Regions from separate parts of the Danio rerio genome. Here region 2 is linked to region 1. The links are chromatin contacts, called in public Hi-C maps. All regions are on one chromosome and are shown on one strand. The core of a region is the stretch at or near the end of the contact, and the rest is flanking DNA. Distances in the headings are between cores, read along the strand shown. Region 1 holds the start of mdm4 (MDM4 regulator of p53). Region 2 has its middle 20 kb from the start of optc.

Region 1 (6,218 bases), core at 1,495-3,994:
TGTGCAGTTAGATACTATCAGGTCATTCTCAAGTGACCAATGCCTGACAACAGGATAATAAAGCTTGAACAGGGTAAGGATCTATATCTGCGTACAGTGTCTTGATGTTTACGGAAGTCTAATTTTATTATTAAACAAATGCATCCATTAAATGTTGGCCACAATTACTGGCATCCCTTAAAATTCTGAGTACCTGAAGATACATGTTCATATTTAGCGTAACATTGGGGTGATGTACTTGAAAAAGCTTGTGTGCTTCTCATCCACAGTACAAACAGAAATCACAAATTCTCTTAATAATTCAGCAAAACTAATCGAAATTGTTATATGTAACAAAATGTTAAGCTGTAAGAAATTAGCTAAAGCAATGGACATTTTTATTTCAGCCACAACAGCAATGTAATTGAAGGGATCTAGTTAACCCGGGGAAAATATTAATAATAATAATCTTTATTTATTCTCCAAACATGAGTTGGTTTCCTTTGTTGAATTTAAGAGAAGACGTACATAGAGAAGAACGTTGAAAAAAAAAAAAAACATCCACTGACCTGCATAGTATTTCACACCCCCTTTCTCAATGCCTGCTTTTACCCAATATTCTTCAGGTAAAAATGCTGAATGTTTGGAATCACTTAAGAGTGAGTAATTGGATTTTAATTTCTGGGTGAACTATAACATAGATTTCATTATACTGGAGATGTCATGAATCTGACTCACTCCAGAAGTTGTAAAATAATTAGCCACAGCTTGATCTTTTACCAGAACACACATCATTGTCACACATGCCATGAGAATGAGATTTTACCTTCATGGACCTGGGAACAGATGTAGAGATTCTGTCTGGAAGGATGATCTCTCATCTTTATTCAGGTTTAGACCCATTTTAATTGTTTTTAACTGAATTGGTAAACTGCAGATTTATTTTCGGTGGTGTCTTTGCTCATTTACCAAGGATGTCAATAATTCTGACCATGACTTTATCTCAAATTCACTCTTCCCTCACCCTTGTAATGTATACAATATAGGTAGCAAGTGTCTGATGAGATACTAAACATCAATGGACAATATAAAAAATTAGAAAATGGCGACTTTCACCATTCTTGATGCGCCTTTTTTATTTTATTTATTTATTTATTTGATATGAACATCACAATTGCACTGGACAACCAAATGCATTTGTTTAAGTGTTTTAGCAGACTTGCTAATTCTCAACACCTATCCACAGGAGACTTGACAAAATGAAGATATAATAAATGCATTGCAAAAGCAAAGGCGGCATGATCCAACAATGGTAAACTATTTGTGCAAACACTGCAGTTTTGCTTTTAACCACTTTCTAAGAACGCTACTAAAATATTTCTATTACTTTCTGATTTTAGGCTAACAGGTAAATCATTCCATAATTTGGCTCCCTTTAAAACAGATTGACCAAATGAGGTCTTACATTTTGGCAATAGTCACCATTAGCAGTTGCTAGTGTGACTCTGTGAGAGGTTTGATGCCTACTGATTAAATCAGAAAACAGCACTGGAACACAATTATTTAAAAATTTAAAAACCAATTTAAGATAATTACATTTAATAAAACCATCAAAACTAAAATGGTTATGTTTACATAAAACATCACAATGATGCCATCGCATATAAGTCCATAATTGTAACTGCTTGTTTATATATTAATTCAATAGGCTTTGATGTAGTCAAAGAAGCTTGTGACCACGATGTAATGCAATATGTCAAGTGAGAGAATAACATTGTGTGCAAGTATAATTTTGCAGTTTGATATGTTAAAAACTTGATAAAACAATAACAGTTTAGACTTGGCTTAATATGACTATCAAAATTTAAATGAATGTCTAGTTATGCCAAAATACCTAAATTCATTTACTTTTTTAACACCCTTATTTTAATCAGCACCTTGTATCCATTACAGGCCGAGAAGCATATAGAAACTGTTTACTTGACAGTCAACGTTAAATTAGACAGCTCAAGCCATCTTGAAATATGTTGTAAAGCCTCCATTGTTTACCTGCCCAGCAAGATGTTTTAGGACACACATAGATGACTGTGTCATCAGTATATAACTGGCAGTTAACCCCCGGGCAGCAGCCTGGAAGATCTTTTATGTACATTGTAAACAACAATGGGCCAACAACAGACCCTTGAGGTACTCCCATATTGTTAGAACGCATAGAACCCATTGACCCTCACACATTGTTGTCTCCTACCCAAATAAGACATAAACCACTGTAAGGCTTCTGCTGACATTTTGAACTCTTCATTTATTTAGTAAGATACTGTGATTAACCGTGGTCTGTGTCAAAGGCTTTCTTCAGGTCCAGACTTTGTACTACTACTTATTAACCTATTCTCTGGCTTTTATTGAATTTGTTTATTTAGACTTAATCATTATTTAAATTACACATATTATTGGAAAGTTTTCTTTTTTTTCCAGCATTGAGCTATAAATCCCCATTTCAGCAGCACATACAGTAGCTAGATACACCAAACTTCATATCTGTAATCTAGGTAAAAATAAATGCAATCTGTAATCTAATCATGTGCTTCTGTTTTCACAGAAGCACATGTTCATACACAGTTTTCCTGATTATATACATTTCAGTCTACAAAAAAAAGTGATTTTGCTGTATGTTCTGAGGTATTGAGAGAAAAACTTACTGACTCACAACTTACAGCGCCCCCGTTAGGTACACTCTTAAATTTCGAAAAGGGGAACTGCGCGAGACCTGGCAACCGTGCTGACGTGACGACATACACTACGTCAACTTCAACTGTTCTACAAGAAATACCCACACACACGTCTCCCTTTCTTTACACAAACGCTTATCCTTAATAAATGGAAACCATGTAATCGTTTACAGATAACACGGTGAGTGTGAATACACTGCCTGCGCGTTCACGCGAGGTTTACTTGAAGTTATATGTTAACAGCTTCTAAATGTCGCGCGCTAATAGCTCGCCTACGTTAGCTTAGCATCCTCGTTTCAACCACGATGGATTAAAACTTATCCAACCAGTTATTACAATTTACCGTATTACCCACATGCCAGAACTAGGAGAATGGTAAGTAAAGTCATTTTGGTGTCCAGCATGTTCTATTTCACGCGCATTGAAAGTTATGTCATTAGCTAAAGGCTAAAATGTGACGTCATCAAGAAAATAAATGCATTTATTTATTTTAAGCATGTTTAGCATGTGCTTGCATGCACTTTATAAATTATTGACACGTATTGCGTTTTTCTTGAGTTTTTGAGCACGATTCGAACGAGAAAACGTCTGTGAAGTCCAGAAATGCTGTCTGCATTGACAGTTTACTTGGAATTGAAACACAGCCCTAGTTTGCACAAATAAAACAGACGTTGGCGTTGATCTGAAAATAAATGTTGTTTTTTCTCCCCAGTTTTTGAGTGAATTATGACCTCATTGGCATCGTCATCTCAGTTACCGGGGTCATGCAGGACTCTTCCAGGGGAAGGGACTCAGGTGAGCAAGAATTGTGACTTTCTCACGGTTAAGCTATATGAACTTTCAATCAGTTTCAACCAGCTTTGACATTTGTGATTTAACCTTACATTGATTAAGTGAGAATATGGAGCTTATGCACAGGGGGAAAACGTCTGTTTTTATTTACATAGGGCCCAATAGAACAGAAGTGTGAATATTGACCTTTTTGATTTTTGACTTACTGTAACCTACGTAAAAATGCAAGTGAGACTCAGTTGTCAATCTTAGGTCTGGGCATTATGGCCAATAAATTATCATGATAAATTTGTTTTTATCAGTCAATATCAATAATGTTCACGATAAATGTCAAATCTCTATTTCTTTAAAATTTTATTGCAGATTGTAGCATTTGAGAGAATATAGAACCAGATCTCAAACTAGCCCTTTTTTCTGTTGAAAGGTTACAAAAAGTCAAGAAAATAATATATATATTTTTCGTAATATTATGACAGATTTATAGAGTTTAGTTCTTGCTATAATGGGTAACCTCAAATCATGAAACCAGTTTTATTTTCTGACTTTCAAAATAGAATACATGCGTTTAATTTGAGTATAACTATAACATCTTAAAATATCATCTGACTTGTTTATTTAAATAAAACTGTGAACATAGGGTCATGCTTTCAGATAATCAAAATAATGTTTAAACAATGCATGCCACCTTATTTCCATATAAAAAATGCACAAATGCTATTGTTTGACTGTAGTTATATTCCAGTAGTCCTTTAAACAGATGTTTCCATCCTGCTACAATAACAGTGCAGTACAGTAAATCTGTGAAAAAGCCAAGACCATTCATTTGTAAATGGCAATCAGAACATCAGACTTATCTGACTTTAAATTAAATCAGTCAGACAGTGTGCGTTACACTAGAGCTGGGCGATAATTCGATATCGATAATTATCGCGATATATATTTTTTTCGATAAAACGATAATGACAGTTCGATAATTGCTCGATAATATTTACGCACTATGCGTAACATTGCGCAAGCATTTTGCAGTTTGCCCTTCAGGATGCCGCACGCTGTACAAGTTTACAGCCATAGTTGTACTTAAAGGTGTAAGAAAATAAGGTAAAAAAGGTCAGAGTCACAGACATTGTTGACAAGAAACGTCACTAGACCTCAGTCTTGAGCTACTTAGTTTTTTGCTGTCCGACACAAATCAGCAACGTGCACTGAAAACTGCGCAAGACGACTCGTGTCATCAAAAGCAGGCAACACCACAAGCCTGTTTCATCATTTAAAACAACACCACCCTTATGAAAATGCTAAGAAATTACAGACCTAAACAAGTGCTGGTAAACCAGGGCAACTACCCAGCAGAGTCTCATGTCATTTCGAAAGCCGTGCCTTACGAGAAAAAACCCCCGAAAAGACAGAGGAAAGGTATGACAGACAACACAATCTCAAACATATCCCAATGAACACTTGAAGCTTGCTCTACAGGCTGCATTAAGGATATTTACACTACAACATTTACACTAATAAAAAATAATAAAGTTTAGCAAATTCAAAGTATCAAACAAAACTTAGTTAAACTCGAGTAAGGGGACAATAGTGAAGCCAAACAAAATAAAAAATATAACAAAACAATTCTAATTCATGAATAACCCCTCTTACCTCTCTGAAAACTGATGAAAAGAAAAAAAGTCCTTCCGCGCAGCGCCGCATTCTTCCCTATAAAATAAATATAAAGATGACGTTCACCTCTTACCTGAAGTCTTTAACAATACATTTTTTACGTGTTTGCAAAATGTAAGTCGTACGACATCTTCCCTAACCACTCTGAGAAAAGTGTGAACTTGAGGAGATATGAACAAAACTCACTAAATGTCTCAAAGTGGGCAAAAGTAATGCAAAATAATTTTACCAAACGAAAGTTAAACAAAAACAACGAAAATCATAATCATGTCAGCAAAATACACCAAAAACCAGGAAAAAGCGCGCTCTCCACTTTTCATATCCCCACGCGGCCGCGCCATCTCCGCCTCGTCTCCGAAACGCAGCCAGCTGCAGTGAGTGAGCGTGCGCTTGCACTGCGTGATGTAGTAATGATTCTTTTTGCAAGGCGCTGCAGTCGTGGAAATAAGCAATCTTGTTTATTGTTTACTCTTCATTATTGGGCGTCTCATTTCTTCCCATTCTGCAAAGCCCACTCTCTGCTTTTTCGCTGATCCACTGCCATGTCCCTCTATATAGCCTACCCGCAACCGACCTGAAATTAGCTAGTTATAATGTATTTTTTTATTACCCGACCTGCGGTTTATCCGCAACACCGCAGATATAACCGCCATTTACGCATCCCTAACGAGAGGCAAAAATACAACCTTTACGGCTACAACCGTAACATTAGTTTCAGACAAAACTGCAGTGTATTTTACTGGTGAATATCACATTTAAAAACACTATACAAACACAGTATATGTATAATTTTCATTAGTTTAAACCGAAACCTGACGACGATGTTTTTAAATGCTTTCTCCAAAGCTTGAAATGCTGTCAGTGATGTCATCAGCACACAAGCAGCCAATAATGTTCAGCTTTTTCTGATGACTCCTCCCTCAAATTTTCATTGGCTGTGGTTTGGTAACTTGAATGAGCTGTTGGGGAATGAGTTGTTGTCAGATCATGTAGTGTGTGACCCCCCTCTTGTGGATCGTTCAAGGAGTGTTGCGTAGTGTAAACACCACA
Region 2 (6,218 bases), core at 1,688-4,187, 280 kb before region 1:
TAAAATTGTCTGTATAGTGTACCTGTGTATGTCCTGGTCCTGCAGGTTGAGGTTTGAACGTTGGACCATTGACCCATCTCGTAAAAATTAGATGTTACGAAACATCAACATTGTGCGGCTAAATATCAACTTCAATATAAACGGCTCTAAGTAAATATGTAAGCAAGTTACAGATAGTAGCAATGGTGTAGCAACTAATTGCTAAAAATGTTTTGTGTTTGTTTCTTTTCAGGGCTTTTATACAGCACTGCTGAAATGTTTTATGAGTTCTGGTAGTCCATTTACACAATAACAATCTGGGGAACTAATTGTGCTAATTTTAAAAATGGCAAACAAAAAAAGGGTTTCCAACAATATTGCGGGATGTGTGATTGTGTGTTTTTCCAATGATACAGTGCAACTGCAATATTGCATCTGTGTAAACACAAAAACATGATTCTGTGAAAACATTGATATGATGTAAATGCTTTTTTTTTATTTTATTTCTAGTTCAATCTATGTGTAAATACTTGACCAAGCAATGGCAGATGACAAAACCATGGCTGTTTCTCAATTCCATGAACGCAGAGAACAGACTTGTGTTCTTTTGGAGACTGGTCTTGTCAAGTTACCTCGAAAGAACAAACTCAGGAGAACGCGAGAACACAGAACGCATGCTGTAGGAATTGAGATGCTGCATTCATCCCTGGTTCTTCCTGATGGTCTCATGACCTTCACGTGTTTAAAATTATTTAAACATAACAGCATATGTACAACGATTTATTGTTTCCCCCTTTTCACAATATATACTATGCATAAAACCTTACAAATATACGTTGCATGTTACAAATAAAACTAGCTTTAATACAAATTTCAGCAAATAAAAACCCTCAATGTGCTTATACCTTTATTAAGGTTTTCATGGTGATGTTTACTTACAGTGTCTCATTTAGGGAAACTCTTGAGACAAATAATTTATATCTCCGAACATTAATAAGAAATCTATACAAAATAGTGTGTTTCCCACCTCCAGTCGCAATGAATTCTGGGACTTCTCGAGTGATTTTTGCCCTCAAGTCTGCATCGATGAGTCCTTGACATCAAGAACACATTAGGGAACTTTCACGCGACTCTTGAGTTTTGGAACTGAACTTTGGCGGTTGATGATGATGTTACACGAGAACACAAGATCGCTGAAGAAGACATATTGAGAAACAGCCCATGTATGATCAGGCATGTAATGTTTCCTAAGAATGTGGCATTACCACCTACTGGCCTGGCATGCATAATACAACAATTTGTGTGGTTTATTTATACACTCATTTTGAGAGGATCACATGCTTATGATTAAACACAACTGGTACCACATTAGCTCAGTACATTCGCACCAATCAGACGAATACCGACACACTATAAATTACCAGAGCTTTCTACTCCAGTCATCCAGAAGATCGCCCTTCCACCCCTACTCCTCCTATTCTCTGATAGGGCAGAATGACGACCCAGTGGGTAGCACTGTTGCCTCACAGCAAGAAGGTTGGTTAAACATAGAAACGTTGGTTCGGCCCTCTCTGAGTCGGTCAGTGTTTCTGTGCGAAGTTTGCATGTACTCCCCCGTGTTCACGTGGGTTTTCCTCGGGTTCTCCGATTTCCTCCCACCATCCAAAGACATACACCATAAGTAAATTGGCTACTTCAAAATTGCACCATAAGGCAACTCTTAGTCAGATATATGTCAGCAGTTCACAAGAAGAAACGTTCTTGAGACCTACCTGAGCTCAAACTCTTCTCTCGCCCTTCAAATGGGAGGAAGCCCCGGGCTCAAGGATATTCTGAGCTCAGGGCTCTCTCCTTGGACAGCATGCCAAAAATGCTTTATTATCAATCATCAGCTAAGTGTGAACTCTTCAATTGGTGTATTTCTTTTTTGTGTATGGTTTCTGGCCAAACTTCATTTATTTTATTGTATGAATTATTAAAATATTTGAATAAATAATTGCAACAATTAAAAGATAAATTTTTTTATGGTTTGTGCACAAAACCTAACCATTGTCAAACAACAATCTATGCTGCCTAATTTTGGTAACTTCTTAAGTGAGAGACAAATTTGTCTCTAAATCCCAACTCAAAGCTTTTGGCGTCAAGAACAAATGATATGAAAACCATTTCCACTGCATTCAAATTCCGTGCTATGAGAACAATCCCACGACCCATTTTTGGTTCTCAACCCAACCACTGGTCTGCAGTCCATCAATAAGCGCAAGTGACAAAGACAGAGGCTAAAAGCGCTCTAATCTCCCAATACGGCCAAGCTTTATGATCAGTACCATTCCTCCACCTCCTCCTCGTCTCCTTTTCTTTTTCCACCATCCAAGCGTTCCTCCCATTGTTGTTTGCTTCCACAAGGGCTTATATCATCCTCTGTCGCATATGACTCTTTTTTAACCTCTTCCAGGCAACCAGTGACTCACTTGATGAATAGAGACGAGTGAGAATGCAATCCCTTTCCCCCACGGCTCCACAAGCGTTTAGGAAAGGGGTGTTTGAAGCCCCCAACACTTTCAATGACTAATTGCTACATGAAAAGGAAGAGAGTCTGAGATGAGAAAGCAACGGAATAAAACAGTGATTGTGAAAACACGTCGATGAGGGCTAAGAGAGAGAGCACCTGCTTTAATGTCAGGGATTCTACATTGCCGTCTCTGTGTTTTTCTGCCATTCTGCACTCGGTCCATGAAGGTGACCTTGCATTCTGCCTGAGCTCATCCATTGATCTCATCACTGAAAGGACCTGCGGGCTTCCCTCCCACATGAATCGGCTGAGGGAGGGGACATGGATAGGTGCATATGCTGTGGGGGAGTATTTCAGCTGTGTTTGTGTGTGTGTATGTGTGTGTGTAGGTGAGGAGGGGGGCTAAGGCAAGAGGAATGTTTAAAACACGCATCCATCCTCCTTTCAGCTGCCCAGAGCCATCGAATAATTGAGTCGAGCCCCCGCCTGAACAGCATACACACTACACACACACACACACACACACACACACACACACACACACACACATAAATGCTCTCTCCTGCCTCCCACATGCAGACGGACTCACTCATTTGCTGTGATTTCTGAATCTTAGAGGGAGCTTGTAAGTGTGATATTGAGCAGGGTTGCTCCTCTGGATTAGATGTAGAGGAGATTGGGGTAACGTGTCAGATGTTAATGAGGATAATGACAAAGAGTAAAGAAATAAGTTGATTATGTTTTAGTGCGGTTTTTATGAAATTGCTAATTAAAAGATTACTTATTTGCTCTTACTTACTCCCAGGGCCGTTTATATCAAAGTTGATTTTTAGCCGCACCATGTTGGGGTTTTGTAACATCTCATTTTTATGAGGTGGGTTGTTAGCCCAATGCTCAGACCCCAACTTGGAGGACCAAGACATACAAACATACACTACAAACAATTTAGCCTACCCAATTCACCTATAGCGCATGTCTTTGGACTGTGGGTGAAACCAGAGCACCCAGAGGAAACCCACATAAACACGAGGAGAACATGCAAACTGTCAACTTGCCCAGCGGGGGCTCAAAACAGCCACCTTCTTGCTGTGAGGCTACAGTTCCCCGAATTAAAAGATTAATTAATCACAATTTGCTTTGGTTTTATTTGAATTTTTAATGAAGTGAAATTGTTTTAATAATTGTTTTAAATATTGTTGCATTTTGTATAAGAAATTCACCAAGTATGATATATACTTTCTAGATTTATTTTCATTTTGACTGGACATTTTTAATAACAACATAAATTAAACACTATATATTACCCATATTAAAAATTAATTTGAATACTATTTTAGCTATGGTTGTTATCCATGAATTTTCAAATGTATTTTTTTTACAAGAGAGACTAGAAAAACTGTTATGCTCTACATTATTATTAATTATTATTCTAATTTTTTTTATTAAAAAAAATTTCTGAAAGAAAAGTTGAATGCGCTGGCCAGTTTGTTAATTGCCTAATTAATGACAATTGGCTAGTTTTTATTTAAAACTTAAACAGATTCCTGTTTTTTTTTTCCTAATGATATATGATATAATACATTTATATTTATATTTATATTTAATAAATTTATTATAAGCTAATCCAGCTAATAATAGTGCTTAAAATGTCCCTAACATGCAGTAAGCCTATTTAAATTTCATAATCAAATAGAAAATGAGGCATATAACTACAAAAATGTCCACTTTTTGAAAAAAAAAGAACTACCTCTTTCACCAGGCTGGCTACGGGCCTAATGAGTGTCAAGACTAACTTTGAGTAAATTATAAAACAATAATTTACAAAAATAACCGACAGTGAACAATACATTTGTTATGGTATTTATTACTGTAGCATGCAGTACAGCTGATGGTTGTTACTCTGTTGTGTTTCACCCTGGAGATTCTTCAGCATTAAATGATAAATACTTTTAGATTTGGATAAATTGACTCATACATAAAATGTACTTTGACTAAAAAGTACTTTTACATGCAAACATTGTGTGTGTGTGTGTGTGTGTGTAACCTATTTGTTTGTGCAAGCTAGTACTCCTTGTTCCTTGTTCCCAGAACATTTGGGCAGTGTTACTTTACAGTTAAGGTAAAAAAAGTATATTCACAGAATATTAGAAATTCCTTCACAATAAATACAATAGCAATAGAAGAACATTCTGAGTTTTTCAGTAATGAAGGGGCGACACATCTTATCCCTTTCTCCCTACTTCTAAATGACCGAATCAGAGATGCACACAGCAGCCTTCAAACTCAAATTGAAAATGTGTTAATAATAGACAGCTGAGCTCTAATCAGCGTAAAGACAAAAGAGAGGAGAAGCCACTGAAACTTCAAAGCATTGTTTCTACTGCAGGCGAGAGTGACGCTTGTGCTGAAGCAGGAGGGGGAGAAACAGATGAAAAGTAAAAGTAGAAGAAATATTAACAGTGAAAGAGAGAAATAGCTGTACGGCGAGCAGAAACACTGGGGGGCTGAAGTGGGCGTTCGATCAATAACTGAATGTTCTGTGGACAGAAAGAAAGAAAGAAAGAAAGAAAGAAAGAAAGAAAGAAAAAAGAAAGAAAGCTGTGAATTAAAGCACACCGCTGCAGTAGTTCACTTTAATGTGGCACAGGGATGAAGATGGAAATAAATTCTGAAGCCATTTTCTTTGCATTTTATGAGTGCACTGCGGTGAAGGAAAACACTCATCATTTGTACCTGTGTCACTGTACATCGATTGTGAGTCTGAGCCAAAATGCTCTGACATTTCGTTTTTTTATGTTTGCTCGAACAAAGGACAGAGGAATAAGTTCAGAAAACCCTGATAAAATATTACTGTAGTAAAACGTATACACTCACCCTTTTTCTTTTTTATTAAAAAAAAGTATTTTGACTCAAGTTAAAATAGGAGCTCATCCTTTTACATCAAATGTACATAACAAAAAAATAAATAAATAAAACTGACAGTGACTTAAATTTTTATCTACAACAATACATTCTAAAATTTGATGACAGTAACTTTCTTGTAGCACCAACCTAAGGTGAGAGGATCTTCCATATTTGATTTATTTTTATTACAGGAAAATCAATGAATCCTTCATTGGAGATTCACTCTAAATAAATTGTTAACTGGAAACTAACTCTGAACAGATCATTGGAATCAGTGAGACATTAACTGAAGGCTTGATCAGATCATCTAAATTAGTCAACTCTTGCTTTGACTCGATCATTTGAATCACTGAAGTGTTAAATGAACTCTTGCTCTGACCAGATCATTTGAATCAGTCAAGTGTTAAATGAACTCTAACTCTGACTGGATCATTGAAATCAGTGAGACATTAACGCCCGATTTACACGGGTCTTCAGCATCAACGCTTGACAGAGGGCATGTCTGAAGTCGGGCTGACACGATCGTCATAGCAGTGTAAGCCAATGTAATTAGTCAGCAATCAGCTACTTTCCGAGCTGGTGCATTTGCATACAGCGATCTGATTGGCTAACGCTTCCATTGGCGTTTAAAAGGTTGAGAAAGTTCCAACTTCTGCAGCGAGCAATGCCACTGAGGCGTAGAAGGACCCACAATGCAGTTCGGCAACGTCTAACATCATCCATTCAAGTTGAATGGGAAGGGTTGACGCTGATGCCCTGTGTGAATGGGGCCTAACTGGAAACTCGCTCTGAAAAAAAATCTTTTGAATCAGTGAATTATTAA

Evidence for each region. A called contact is a pair of places that touch in the nucleus more often than the background predicts.
Region 2: a Hi-C map of hematopoietic stem cells shows a contact between it and region 1, with 5 times the contacts expected there. The contact joins the enhancer-like site here to the promoter of mdm4 in region 1. A contact is called at or near these places in 8 of 18 Hi-C or Micro-C datasets (caudal fin, embryo, hematopoietic stem cells and 2 more) and 2 of 4 datasets of contacts at active chromatin or transcription factors (caudal fin and embryo).

Annotation. Positions count from the first base shown.
Region 1 is chr11:25,014,166-25,020,383 of GRCz12tu, reverse strand. mdm4 (MDM4 regulator of p53) reads left to right here and starts at 2,744. Exons shown (of 11, transcript NM_212732.2): 1 at 2,744-2,889; 2 at 3,421-3,503. The coding sequence starts at 3,435.
Region 2 is chr11:25,291,055-25,297,272 of GRCz12tu, reverse strand. No RefSeq gene overlaps it. Among named protein-coding and RNA genes, the nearest start is that of optc, 20 kb to the left of the region's middle. Within about 2 kb of position 2,937, at least 17 of the 62 cell types and tissues checked have an H3K27ac peak or open chromatin away from gene starts, as enhancers often do.